4 separate regions of the Mus musculus genome follow, and all the other regions are linked to region 1. The links are chromatin contacts, called in public HiChIP or PLAC-seq maps. All regions are on one chromosome and are shown on one strand. The core of a region is the stretch at or near the end of the contact, and the rest is flanking DNA. Distances in the headings are between cores, read along the strand shown.

What was found. HiChIP or PLAC-seq counts read pairs in DNA pulled down with a chosen protein or histone mark.
Region 2: an H3K27ac HiChIP or PLAC-seq map of embryonic stem cells shows a contact between it and region 1, with 2.6 times the contacts expected there. The contact joins two enhancer-like sites. A contact is called at or near these places in 2 of 39 promoter capture datasets (both in liver), 1 of 115 datasets of contacts at active chromatin or transcription factors (embryonic stem cells) and 1 of 9 other capture datasets (pancreatic islet).
Region 3: a contact with region 1 is called in an H3K27ac HiChIP or PLAC-seq map of embryonic stem cells, with 3 times the contacts expected there. The contact joins two enhancer-like sites. A contact is called at or near these places in 1 of 39 promoter capture datasets (liver) and 1 of 115 datasets of contacts at active chromatin or transcription factors (embryonic stem cells).
Region 4: a contact with region 1 is called in an H3K27ac HiChIP or PLAC-seq map of embryonic stem cells, with 2.4 times the contacts expected there. The contact joins two enhancer-like sites. A contact is called at or near these places in 1 of 115 datasets of contacts at active chromatin or transcription factors (embryonic stem cells) and 1 of 9 other capture datasets (adipose tissue).

Annotation. Positions count from the first base shown.
Region 1 is chr11:103,609,626-103,612,458 of GRCm38.p6, forward strand. It overlaps Gm884 (predicted gene 884), which reads right to left. Exons shown (of 14, transcript NM_001033434.2): 2 at 294-365. Among named protein-coding and RNA genes, the nearest start is that of Gm884, 3.7 kb to the right of the region's middle. Within about 2 kb of position 1,421, at least 3 of the 459 cell types and tissues checked have an H3K27ac peak or open chromatin away from gene starts, as enhancers often do. A contact at or near this core is called in embryonic stem cells, where this site is marked.
Region 2 is chr11:103,158,081-103,160,913 of GRCm38.p6, forward strand. No RefSeq gene overlaps it. Among named protein-coding and RNA genes, the nearest start is that of Gm51919, 11 kb to the right of the region's middle. Within about 2 kb of position 1,486, at least 160 of the 459 cell types and tissues checked have an H3K27ac peak or open chromatin away from gene starts, as enhancers often do. A contact at or near this core is called in embryonic stem cells, where this site is marked.
Region 3 is chr11:103,229,615-103,232,447 of GRCm38.p6, forward strand. It overlaps Map3k14 (mitogen-activated protein kinase kinase kinase 14), which reads right to left. Exons shown (of 16, transcript NM_016896.3): 7 at 1,743-1,872; 8 at 1,418-1,549; 9 at 718-822. The region is part of intron 2 of Gm34823 (a long non-coding RNA gene); the gene reads left to right. Among named protein-coding and RNA genes, the nearest start is that of Gm34823, 12 kb to the left of the region's middle. Within about 2 kb of position 1,342, at least 10 of the 459 cell types and tissues checked have an H3K27ac peak or open chromatin away from gene starts, as enhancers often do. A contact at or near this core is called in embryonic stem cells, where this site is marked.
Region 4 is chr11:103,978,991-103,981,823 of GRCm38.p6, forward strand. Arf2 (ADP-ribosylation factor 2) reads left to right here. Exons shown (of 5, transcript NM_001304574.1): 4 at 2,704-2,828. Among named protein-coding and RNA genes, the nearest start is that of Arf2, 14 kb to the left of the region's middle. Within about 2 kb of position 1,426, at least 55 of the 459 cell types and tissues checked have an H3K27ac peak or open chromatin away from gene starts, as enhancers often do. A contact at or near this core is called in embryonic stem cells, where this site is marked.

The DNA of each region.
Region 1 (2,833 bases), core at 171-2,670:
GTAAGGTTCCAACTCATGGTCTCGTGTACTAACACTGAACCACACCCCAGTCCTCATGCAACTTACCAGGAAAATGCAATCAATACCAATTTCTTTATTTAGTGAGATTAGAACTCCCTCTCTCTACCCTAAACCTTCCATGTTGAGCTATCAGAAATTTACTGGGTTGCGCAGAGGAAATGTCTTTCCTCAGACATAGTCACCTCAAAATCTGGACCAAAAAAAGGCCTTAGTGCACTATTTTGCATAATATTTGGAGAGAATATATCTATGCACACACACACACTACTCACAATTTCTCAGTCCAACGGTATACCTTCCATACATTTTTGTCAATGAAAGAAATATCATTTCCTTTGAAATTTCTGTGGAGAAACAGTTGATATAATTGAATAATAGGAAAAGAATAAACAGAATCAGTAAAAATCCTAACACCTTCATGGAAGTGCTCGATGCAGAATGAGGGACGCCACCAACTTTATGATTCCTGAATCTATCAGTCTCTGAGGAAGCACAGTTAAGAACGCCTGACTACTGGTGAGATACTTCCTCAAAAGGTCAACTTCTAATCTGACCCACCTTTTGGTTAAAAAGGAGAGTTAATTACTAAGTATTTTTACTGTGTCTAAATGAATTCCTTCTTTAAGCCCATAAAAATATATGTGATTTAAAATTTAATATGGTCATTAAAATAGGCAAATTTTTAATCACTATTAACTACTAAGAAACCATATTAGTAATACCAAAACTTTGCTTAAGGGCTGTCTGTTGAAGCCTGTGTAGGTGTTAGAAAGATGAAAAAATTATAACTAGTGAAAGAAATGTACTGGTGTGGAAATAGTTCTCAGACGTGCCACGTAAGGAAAAGACACAAAATCACTGTGAAAGGAGTTTTAGCTCATCTGTGAAAAACACAAATGAAATTGCATTTTGCACCCCAAAATCCAAGTGGGATTTATGTTATGGATGGTAGGGCACAGAAGAAGAGTGACAAGGTCTATGGAGTGAAGTGTATAAATTATCTTATAAACCTTGTATGTTTTGTTTCCATTTTGCATGTGTGCATGCAGAAGCCCAAGTTTGACGTTAATGGTTATCCACACTCACTCTTCTACTTTACTGAGACAGGGTCTCTCAATCAAACCTAGACTCTTGCCGATATAGTACATGTGTCAGCCAGATTGTTCCGGTAGTATCTAGCTTTCAAGCTGTAAGGTAGACTGTCAACACTAACCTGTCATTTACATGAGATTCTGAGGATCTGAACTGTAATCCCCATACTTGCAATTTGGACATGTTAACAACTGAGTGATCTACCCAGGTGTCCCACTCCCCCCACCCCATTTCCAGCCCTAATAATGGGATGGAGGGCATTGTGTGTGCTAGTCAAGCAATCTACCACTAAGCTGTATTCCTAGCCCTTTTGTCATCCTGAGAAAGTATCTTACCAGTACAGTCTAGGCTGGCCTTGAGCTTGTGATTCTCATTTTTCCCTAGTGCTAAGATTATAGGCACATGTCACCAAAAAGGCTTCCATGACATTTCAAAAATGAGAATCTATACATGAGTGCCACATGCTTAAAAGAAGCTATTAAATTTAGTTATGTTCAGTTTCTTTGTTCTTTGACTCACTTTGAGTATTTACCCTTCGTATGTTCTTACTTCAGTGAAGACTTTCTTGCTCAGTTTGAACATATTTTTTTATGTTAGAGAAGAAAAAAATCTTTTCACTTGATAGTGAACATCTCCTCTCACCTAAGCTAATTTTATGTTCACCAATAAAGGAAATGCCTACAACTGAACTCAACCCCCATGCTGCTCTCATTCCTGACTGCTGAGTCCATCTGTTAAACTGTCTTCCTCATCTTCATCAAGGCAAACTGTGGGCTCATTTTTTTTATTATTTTGAAATGAGCTCTCACCTATAAGCCCTGACTGGTGTGGAACTCGCTCTGTAGACCAGACTGACCTTGAACTCACAGAGATCTACCACCTCTGCCTCCTGAGTGCTGGGACTAAAGGCAGCATCAGTTCTCAACTCTTTAATCAGTCACTAAATCCTCTCCTCTCCTACTCTGTGGAGATTCAGGGTTTCCTTCCCACTACCAAATGGCCACAGTGGCTCAGTTCTCCCTCACTTTATTCCTAAATTTTGCTAGATCCTTCTACATGGTCATCGAGAATTAAGCTTTTCCCCTGGATCACTCAACACATGGGTGCTAAAATAATCCTATATCTGAGTGTTATGACACATGCCTATATTTGTTATTTAAGGGGCTGAGGCGGGATGATCATGAAGTCAGGACCAACCTATACTACATAGCAAGGTTCTGCCCTCCATTTAATAGTTTTTCAGTAGTTCTTGGAAATGTTCTATGGTTCTCTATAGCATACTGTGACTTTCAAACCACTAGAGTTGATATTCAAAGTATTTCATAATATGTCTCATTGCTTTCTCTTTGCTGGTAAGTGATTCCACTAAATCCTTATTCTTGTAGCTATGCCTTTACTTATGCTGTAATCCCTATTTTTACTTTATTTAAAAAAACACTTTGGGACAAAGGTTAAGATTTAACATAATATTCCCCCTTTCCTTGTCTAGTAATTCACATTCCAGAGAAAAACTTCATACATATATAGCTCCCATACTTCTTAGCCCTGAGTAGTGCACACAATGAATGTAAAATATAGAAAGCTAAGAACAAGAATGAGCTCTGGACAAAACTGAGAAATTTCAAAGTATTAACACCTAGCACTCATATATGCTAAGAACTAAGATAAATATTCCATGTATTTAACTAAGACTCACATCAGCCCTATGGAAGAGTAGCTA
Region 2 (2,833 bases), core at 236-2,735, 450 kb before region 1:
AGTGGTGGTACCTTTAGTCCCAACACTCAGGCAGAAGCAGGTAGATTTCTGAGCTCAAGGCCAGCCTGGTCTGTTCCAAGACAGCCAAGGCTACACAGAGAAAACCTATCTTGAAAAACCTAAAATAAATAAATAAATAAATAAATAAATAAATAAGATACATTTGAAAAAGAACACACTGTGAGCCTATTACAGGGTCTTGGCCTCCCTGTCCCCCAGTCCCGGTAGAAGTAAGGCCCCAGGAAGAAGAACACTGGATGGGTCTGGTGAGACAAATTCAGTAAGGGAATTTTATCCCAGGTAAACTGCTGATCCCAAAGAAGAACGAGGAGTCCCGCGATGTTGGGAAATGTTACTAAAAAGCACTGGTAGACCTGGACCTTTGCACAAGTCACCATAGATATTGGCACCTTTGGTGGTCCCAGACAAGCTCTGTCAGCCTTGCGTGCATCGGTGCATCGGGTAAATCTCCCGAAGGGAACTCAGAAAAGTTGTGGAAGGCCAGCAGAGAGCTGAACGTGGGTAGGCCAGTAGAGAGCTGAAAGTCCCTGCTTCGGAGACTGCAGGAAGACTGTATTGCCTGCCCCTCCTCCACCCCAGCACCTAGACCTGCTGTCAGCCCTTTCCCATGTCTACCCTGCCCCCTGGATCCCACAGAAGGAACTGGAGTCCAGGACTTAGCGTTTCTGAATAGGTCCCAGCAGGGCAAGCGTGGGATGGGCTGAAAACATGTTTGTTTTGAACGACTTAGATAGAGCTGCCCAGGAGGAGGAAAGGGAGGAGGGAGGACAGGGCGGAGGGAAGGGGAAGATTAATTTGCTACTTAGACTCTAGAGCCAGGAATTGAATGAAGCCTGCCCATGCCTCCTCCTCTGTCCTCCACTTGGCATCCTGTGAGGGGTTGGTGGCCTTGGGGCATCGGCTGTAGGGAGGGAAGTCATAGGAAAGGCTGGCAGCCTGAGAGCTGGAGGCCGGGTCCGGGGAGTGTCAGCGAGGCTACACACAGCTCCTGGGCCCTGGGTTCTGGAAGAAAATCCAATGGCTGACCCGCTCCAGGTTCCCATGGCGCTCAGTCAGGTTCTGCCAGTGTTGACTCAACAGCGCCACCTGCCGTCCGGGTCCGCACAGCCCGGGGACCCTGTCGGTGAGTCCTGGCCTGGGTCCTTGGCCACTCCAGCTGTCAGATCAGAAAATGTCGGCAGGCAGGAATGCTCTGAAGCGAGAGGACTCTGCCTTTCCGGCCACCTGTGCCCCTCATTCTACCGCGTGCTCCCGGGACACTGCTGGTTCTCGGCCAGCTCTGGAAGCGAAATAAACAATAACATCTCTAACTTTGGGAGATTCCTGGTTTGGATAGCTGTTTTGCTTTTTTTTTTTTTTTTTTTTTTTTTTTTTTTTTTTTTTTTTTGCCTGCAGACTTTGAGGCTAGAGTGGATTGAACTCAGGACTTCGCGCATGCTAGCAAGCACAGTACCGCTGTGCAGTCTCTTTAGCCTGACTGTCCTGGAGCTCACATTGTAGACCAGGCTGGCTTCAGTTCACAAGGCCTGCTTCACCATGTCAGGCTAGCTGTATTTTTACTTTTGAGATGGGTCTCACGAGTGGCTTGAATTTGCTCCACAGCTCGGGTAAACCTGAGACTTGGAGCTGTTCTGCTGGGATTCCAGACCTATGCTACTTGGATAATTTTTGTGTGTGGCAAAGCGTGTGTGTGTGTACAACATTTAGGAGTCTCTTCTCACCTACCAGGCTTCACACTTGCTGAGCCACCTTCCAGGCTCTTTCACCTTAATTGCCACCCCCCTCCCCGAAAGGCACAGTTTCTCTGTGAGCCCTGGATGTCATGGAATTTGCTCTTAGACCAGGCTGGTTTTGAACCGAAGAGACCCTCCTGCCTCTGCTCTCTGAGTGCTGAGGTTGAAGGTATGCACAGCTACCACCATCACCACCGGCATCACCACTGGAGTACTTAAAAAAAAAAAAAAAAATATATATATATATATATATATGTGTGTGTGTGTGTATGTATATATGTATATGTGTGTATATGTATATGTGTGTATATATGTATGTGTGTATATATGTATATGTGTGTGTATGTGTGTATATATATGTGTGTATATGTATATGTGTGTATATATGTATATTTATGTGTATATGTATGTGTGTATATATGTATATATATGTGTGTGTGTATGTATATGTGTGTATATGTATATGTGTGTATATATGTATATATATGTGTGTATATATATATATATGTATATATATATATATATATATTGTGTGTGTGTGTGTGTGTGTGTGTGTGTTTGTGTGTGTATGTGTGTGTGCATGTGTGCTGTTCTCTCTTTCCACCATGTGGGTCCCAGGGATTAAACTCAAGTCGGCAGGCTTGGCAGCAGGCACCCTTACTTCCTAAGGCCCTTACTTGAATTTTCTTTCCCTGAATCTAGAGCTCACTGATTGGCTGCACTGGCTAGATGATCAGCCTCAGAGATCCGGCTTCTCCTCCTCTCCAACTCTGGATTACAGGCGGACACTACGAATACTGTTTTTTTATTTTTTATTTTTTATTTTTGTAGTGAGTGTTGTGATCTGAACTCATACTTGGGTGGCTATTAGGATATGGAAGATTATAGAAAAGTTTTAAAAAATGATTTCGTTAAAATTTTGCCCTATTTGTTCTCTTTTATCTGTGTATTAAATATATTCTAAGACTTCTGAGGAGGAGGCCGGAGGGCCTGTGCTTAGCACTCACTAAAGGCCACTTAATCACCAGCCGGGCCTCGAGCACATGACCCTCGGCTGGCAAATACTGCAGTGGGCATTT
Region 3 (2,833 bases), core at 92-2,591, 380 kb before region 1:
CTCTGAAGCCAGCCTGTACCACACAGTTAGACCATGTCTCATACAAAAAGAAAAAGAAAAAAAAAAGAATGAACAACAAATGGCTGAGAGTGGTTCACAGGCTAAGAGCACTGGCTGCTCTTCCAGAGGGCCTGAATCCAATTCCCAGCAACCACATGATGGCTCACAACCATTTGTAATGGAATCTGGTGCCCTCTTCTGGCCTTCAGTCATACATGCAGGCAGAATACTATATACATAATAAATAATTTTTGTTTTTTAAATAACAACAAAGTGCATAAAAAAAACAAGGAAGTAAAAAAATAATGAATTTTAGCTGGAGATAGTATACTTTTAAACCCTAGCACTCAGGAGGCAGAGGCCGGCCGATCTACATGAATTTGAGGACAGCCTGGTCTATATATGGAATTCTAGGTCAGCCAGTACTACTACAAGGCCTGGACCTACTGCAGGACCTTTGGCCTTTTGGGCCTTGCTGTGTAAGGTCACATGGTCATGGGGCACCTGGCTGGCACCTGTTGCTGTGTCTGTGCACAGCGAGCACCCTGTAATGACCCTGTAATGACCCTGTAATGGTGGCTGTGAGGATGATTAGTTCTACCTGGGGACGGAGAGTGGCCACAGCATTTACCCCACATGGAAAGCACCGTGGTGGGAGGCTAACGCTGAGTGACAGCTACCGGTACTATGATTGTGAGGTAGAGAATGAGGCGTTACCTGTGAGCAAGGATTTCCCTAGGCCGTCAGGTTGCAGGCACAAGGCGTGGCCAAAGTCGCAGAGGGCCGCTCGGCTTCCATCACTGGACAGGAGCACGTTGTCAGCTGCAGGCAGCCCCGGGGCAAAGAGCAAGAGGGGGAACAGGTCAGCCACACCGGGCTCCAGGCCCCAGCCCACCCTCGCCTGGCTTGACTTGACCTGGCTTCTAGTCAGACAACTTTCTGGCTGGTCCTACACTGCTGTTTCTCATTGGTCTTGTTAGGGAGAGCAGTGTGTGTGCGCGAGCATGTGTGCGAGCGTGTGTGTGTTTGTGTGTGTGTGTGTGTGTGTTTGTGTGTGTGTGTGTGTGTGTGCGCGCGCGCGCACATGCGCGTGTTTTGGTGGTGGCTAGCTGAGGCTGGAGGCAGACAGCAGGCAGCATCTGGAGCAGCATCTCTTAGAACACCACTTTCCCAGAGTGCTCTCTCTGCCGCCCCACCCTCTCCCAGAGGTCGTCAGTTGGCAGGAGTTTAGCCTTCAGTTTTCTGTGAGCACCAGCGCAGGAGACTCACAGTGCTAGACGCAGGGCCTAGAGAGATCACCCCGACCCACGAGGCACGGCCCTGTCAGCTGACTCAGGCGTCTACCGTGAAGACAAGCAGGCAGGCCACAGCTGAGGGGGCGCCTGCTGGGATCAGGACATGGTGACTAGGGCCTTACCTTTGACATCGCCATGCAGAATCCTGCGTGTGTGGAGGTACTCCAGCCCCTCCAGGGCCTGGCCCAGGTAGTAAAGGGCTCGGTCTTCTGGCAGACAGCCCATTTGCTTTATGAGCTGACCCAGCGAGCCACCTAGGGAAAGAACAGTCAGTCTTAGTGGGGCTTTCCCAGGCCTACACGCAGGCCGAGGGCAAGAGCGAAGGGCAGGTGAGGTAAGGGAGCAGGGCTAAGAGGTCCGACGTGGCCTGAGAGGCAAGGGTCTAAGTGGGGGTTACCTCTTGGCCTTGAACCTTGAGAGGGATAAAGACGGGACCTGTCTCCTCACCTTCTAGCAGTTCCATGAAGATGTTCACCCACGGGCCTTCTCTCACAGCTCCATAGAGAGGGACGATTCTGGGCGAGCTCAGACCAGCACAGGCCACTAGTTCCTCTACCCGAAACACCTCGAGTCGTACCTGAAAGACCCAGAGGCCCCTGTGTCAGGGTGAGGGGTGCGGGCTGGGGAACCCTTGGAATTCTATGCATAGAAGCTAACAATGCTCTCAGTGGTGGTGCCCAGGCCCAGTGGGACCAGCCCTTGGGAAATGAGCATAACCCATGTATAGTCCCCTGGTGTCAGGTATCAGGGCCACAGTGCTGACTGCATGAAAAACAGTCACACAGAAACATTTCTTTCTTTCCAGACTCCTGGAATTCTCTCCACCCTCAATCTGCAAACACATTCTGTACCCCAGCTCTCTGGGGGAAAATCTCTAGGCCACGAGGTCTTGTGAACCCTGCCTACCCTGTACCTGCTACAGGCCCCATCATGTATCTTAGGTTGGCTTTGAACTTCCAGTCCGCCTCAGCGTAGCAAGTGCTGGGATAATAAGGATGTGCTGCGATGCCTGACTCTGTGAGGAGTCGCTGCACCAGTGGTTCTCAACCTGTGGGTCCCAACCTGAGGGCTGAGTGACCCTTTTACAGGGGTCAATTTATTATGATTCATAATATCAAATTACAGTTAGGAAACAATGATGAAAATAATTTTATGGTTGGGGGTGGTCACCACATGAGGAACTGTATTAAAGGACCATAGCATTGGAGGTGGGCACGCCTTTAATCCCAGCACTCGGGAGGCAGAGACAGGAGGATTTCTGAGTTCGAGGCCAGCCTGGTCTACAGAGTGAGTTCCAGGACAGCCAGGGCTATACAGAGAAACCCTGTCTCGAAAAACAAAAAAAACAAAAAACAAAAAAAACCCAAACAAACAAACAAAAAAAACCCAACAACAACAACAAAAAAAACCAAACCAAACCAAACCAAAAACCCCCCAAATTAAATTAATTGTGTGTATGTGTGTTTAGAGTGCATGCATGTGTTCTGTGTGTGTGAGGAGGGCAGAAGGTTCCAGATCTCCTAAAACTAGAGTCCAGG
Region 4 (2,833 bases), core at 176-2,675, 370 kb after region 1:
CTGGGAATTGAACCCAGGTCCTATGGAAGAACAGCCGGTGCTCTTAACCATTGAGCCATTTCTCCAGCCCCCTATTTTATTCTTAAGGAAAAATATTTTATTTAAAATACTCTATTTTAAAGCACCTGGTTTGGCTCTTGATCTCAGAGGACCCCACCCATGGCCGCTTGGGTCTCATTCACACGAACAGCGTCACCTTTTTGGGAGTATACAGTAGAGGACATGGCGTTTTTCGTGTGTTAGCAAAGTGAGAACAGTCACTTGTGCTCTGTGGGTTTCGCATTGGCAGCTAAGGCTCTGCTTGAATTTCCACATCAGTGGTCTACTTAGTCAGAATTGGAATCCAGAACTTCAGGTAGCATACCAATCCTGTGTGGGTAGGGACTTGAATTTTCCCTTTTTAATCTGATGTGATATATCAGACACAGCCTTGACTTACATGAAAATTCTAAGCATGTCAGAAGCCTTGAGAGCTCTTGTCTGCTGGGTAGACTGCCTGGAGGGCCTGGGACACACAGAGGCACGGGCAGAGGACTAGGCCCAGTTTTCTCCCTTGGACAGTTGTGAAATCTCTGTCATCTGACCCTACTTCCTTCTCTACTAGAGTCTCTCCTCCTGCAGTCTCCCCATGAAAAGTGCCCTGAGCTGGGCACAAGCGCAGTTCTCTCAGCAGCTTACTGTATCTTCAGTCCCTCTGCCTCTGTCCTGTCCTGTGGACTTCCTGTGGGGTTTTTCTGCTGCCTTGTTTCCTCATGGAGCTCTTGAAGGTACCTTGACCCCGTCGATGGCCCTTCTAATATCTGCAGAGACCCATCAGTCTCTGACCAAGTGTTTTCTTCCAGGCAGTTTCCCCATTTGAATCACTTGACCTGGCGTCTGATAATCTGCTGACACTTTGAGACCTCCAGAGTGCCTACAATTTAAGAGTGTTAGGGTCCAGCCCTGTAGTATTCCCACCACGATCCGATTGAGGTCCAGAAGAATCTGCTTGTTTCCATTCACATCCCAGAAATAGAGTAGCTGTCACTACTGGTTGTTCAACCTAGGATCCAGGAAGTTCTTTGGATAACTGGGTCACATTTTTGTCTCAAAGGCCTTGCTTTTACCCAAACATCAACTTGTTATTGTTATTGTCATTGTGGAATACTGACTGAGTCGCTGCCCACCCCTGTAGATTCTTCCTGCTTTACTGCTTCCTCCACCAATAAGGCAAGTCTATACAGGTTTTAGCCCTTCCTTTAGTTGTAATGTGGTGCTTCCTTCAGCCTGCTCTGGCTTTTTGACCTCCTGAGATTTCTCTGCTGATACAGTGGAAGCTGCAAGGCTGACACCCACTACTCTGAGCTGGGCTGCCTTGCACAGTTTAGACTCTTATTTTGAAGGACACAATGACTTTTGTCCTCAGCTATAGCGGGGTGGGGTCCCCCAGCCACCCTTACTTCCTGCTGGGTGGTTATAATTCGGCAGCTTTCACTCCACTAGCTGGTTTACTAGCTTGTGAGGATGAAGCACAGACTCAGGATAGACTCTACTTGAAATCACAGTTTTATTACAGCAAAGGACATACATGCAGCAGTGAACAGGAAAGACCCTAGAGGGTGCCTGCCAGCCACAGCTTCTATTGTCCACTGTTCCAGAATTCAGGGAGCAACCCTTTTCTGCTAGCACATGAATGTGAGATAGTGAACAGTGCTGCCCCCAGGGAGGCCTGTGTGAGCTCCTCGAAGCATTGTTTTATTGGGACTTCATTATAGAGGCACATGGAGTGAATTGTTTGACCATGTGAGTTAAACCCCAGCCTCCCTCCTTCCCCAGAGGCAGTCTTATTAGTATAAACTAGCTGGTGGGCTCCCCACCATCAAAGACTCCCCTCCCATTGAAAGTTCTGTTGACAAAAGGACAACCAAAGTCTTTACTGTGGGTGTCCATAGACTCTTGACATCCTCACAAATGTGACCTAAAAATGTTGAGGGTTTTATAACTTTCAGGTGCCTTGGGTATGTATGGAAGGACAAACAATTTCCCTTTTTGTCTCATGGGGACAAACAGCTTTCATATGACTTGGAATGTCCAGTAGCATCCAGCACTGTTTGCCTGGGAGCTGCCACCTTGACTGTTCATTTTTGTGTTGCCTGTCTTTCCTTCAGGCTTCCTCCCTCAAGCCCTTCTACCTGCTTTCCTGGGACCACTTCCAAGGCAGCAGACCCACTCCTAGCCTTCAGGTCACTCTCTGTTTTAGGGATCATCCTTAAACACTGTCACTGTATACACCGTGTTCTTCCAAAATCCCTTTCCCCTCTGAGATGGAAATGTAGTGACTAATCACTAATCCTAACTTTTCTTTGTTCTTTCTGGTTAATCTGGTGAAGGGCTGTAATCCTTCTGAACAAGATAGGTGGGATGAGTGTACAGTAAGCTTCCTAGGTTGGAGATTATATAGACTTTCTAAAAAGAATGATGGGAAAAAAGAAAAGGAAAAAAAAAGGAAACAGAGTCTCACAATGTATTAATAGCTCAGCCTGACTTTGAACTTGTAGGTGATACTTCTGCCTCAGCCTCTGGAGTGTTGGGGTTATAAGCCTGCACCATCTTCTTGTTTTTGCCTCAGTGCAGCCTCACTGTGAGCAGGGAGCAGCTGTGTGGATATATAAAGAGCTGCTCTCTCCAGGGCCTTGTGCTAATATGCTTGGGATTTCTTTTCAGGTCTGATTTTCGTGGTTGACAGTAATGACCGAGAGCGGGTCAATGAGGCCCGGGAAGAATTGACCAGAATGCTAGCAGAAGATGAGCTCAGAGATGCAGTCTTGTTGGTGTTTGTAAACAAACAGGTATG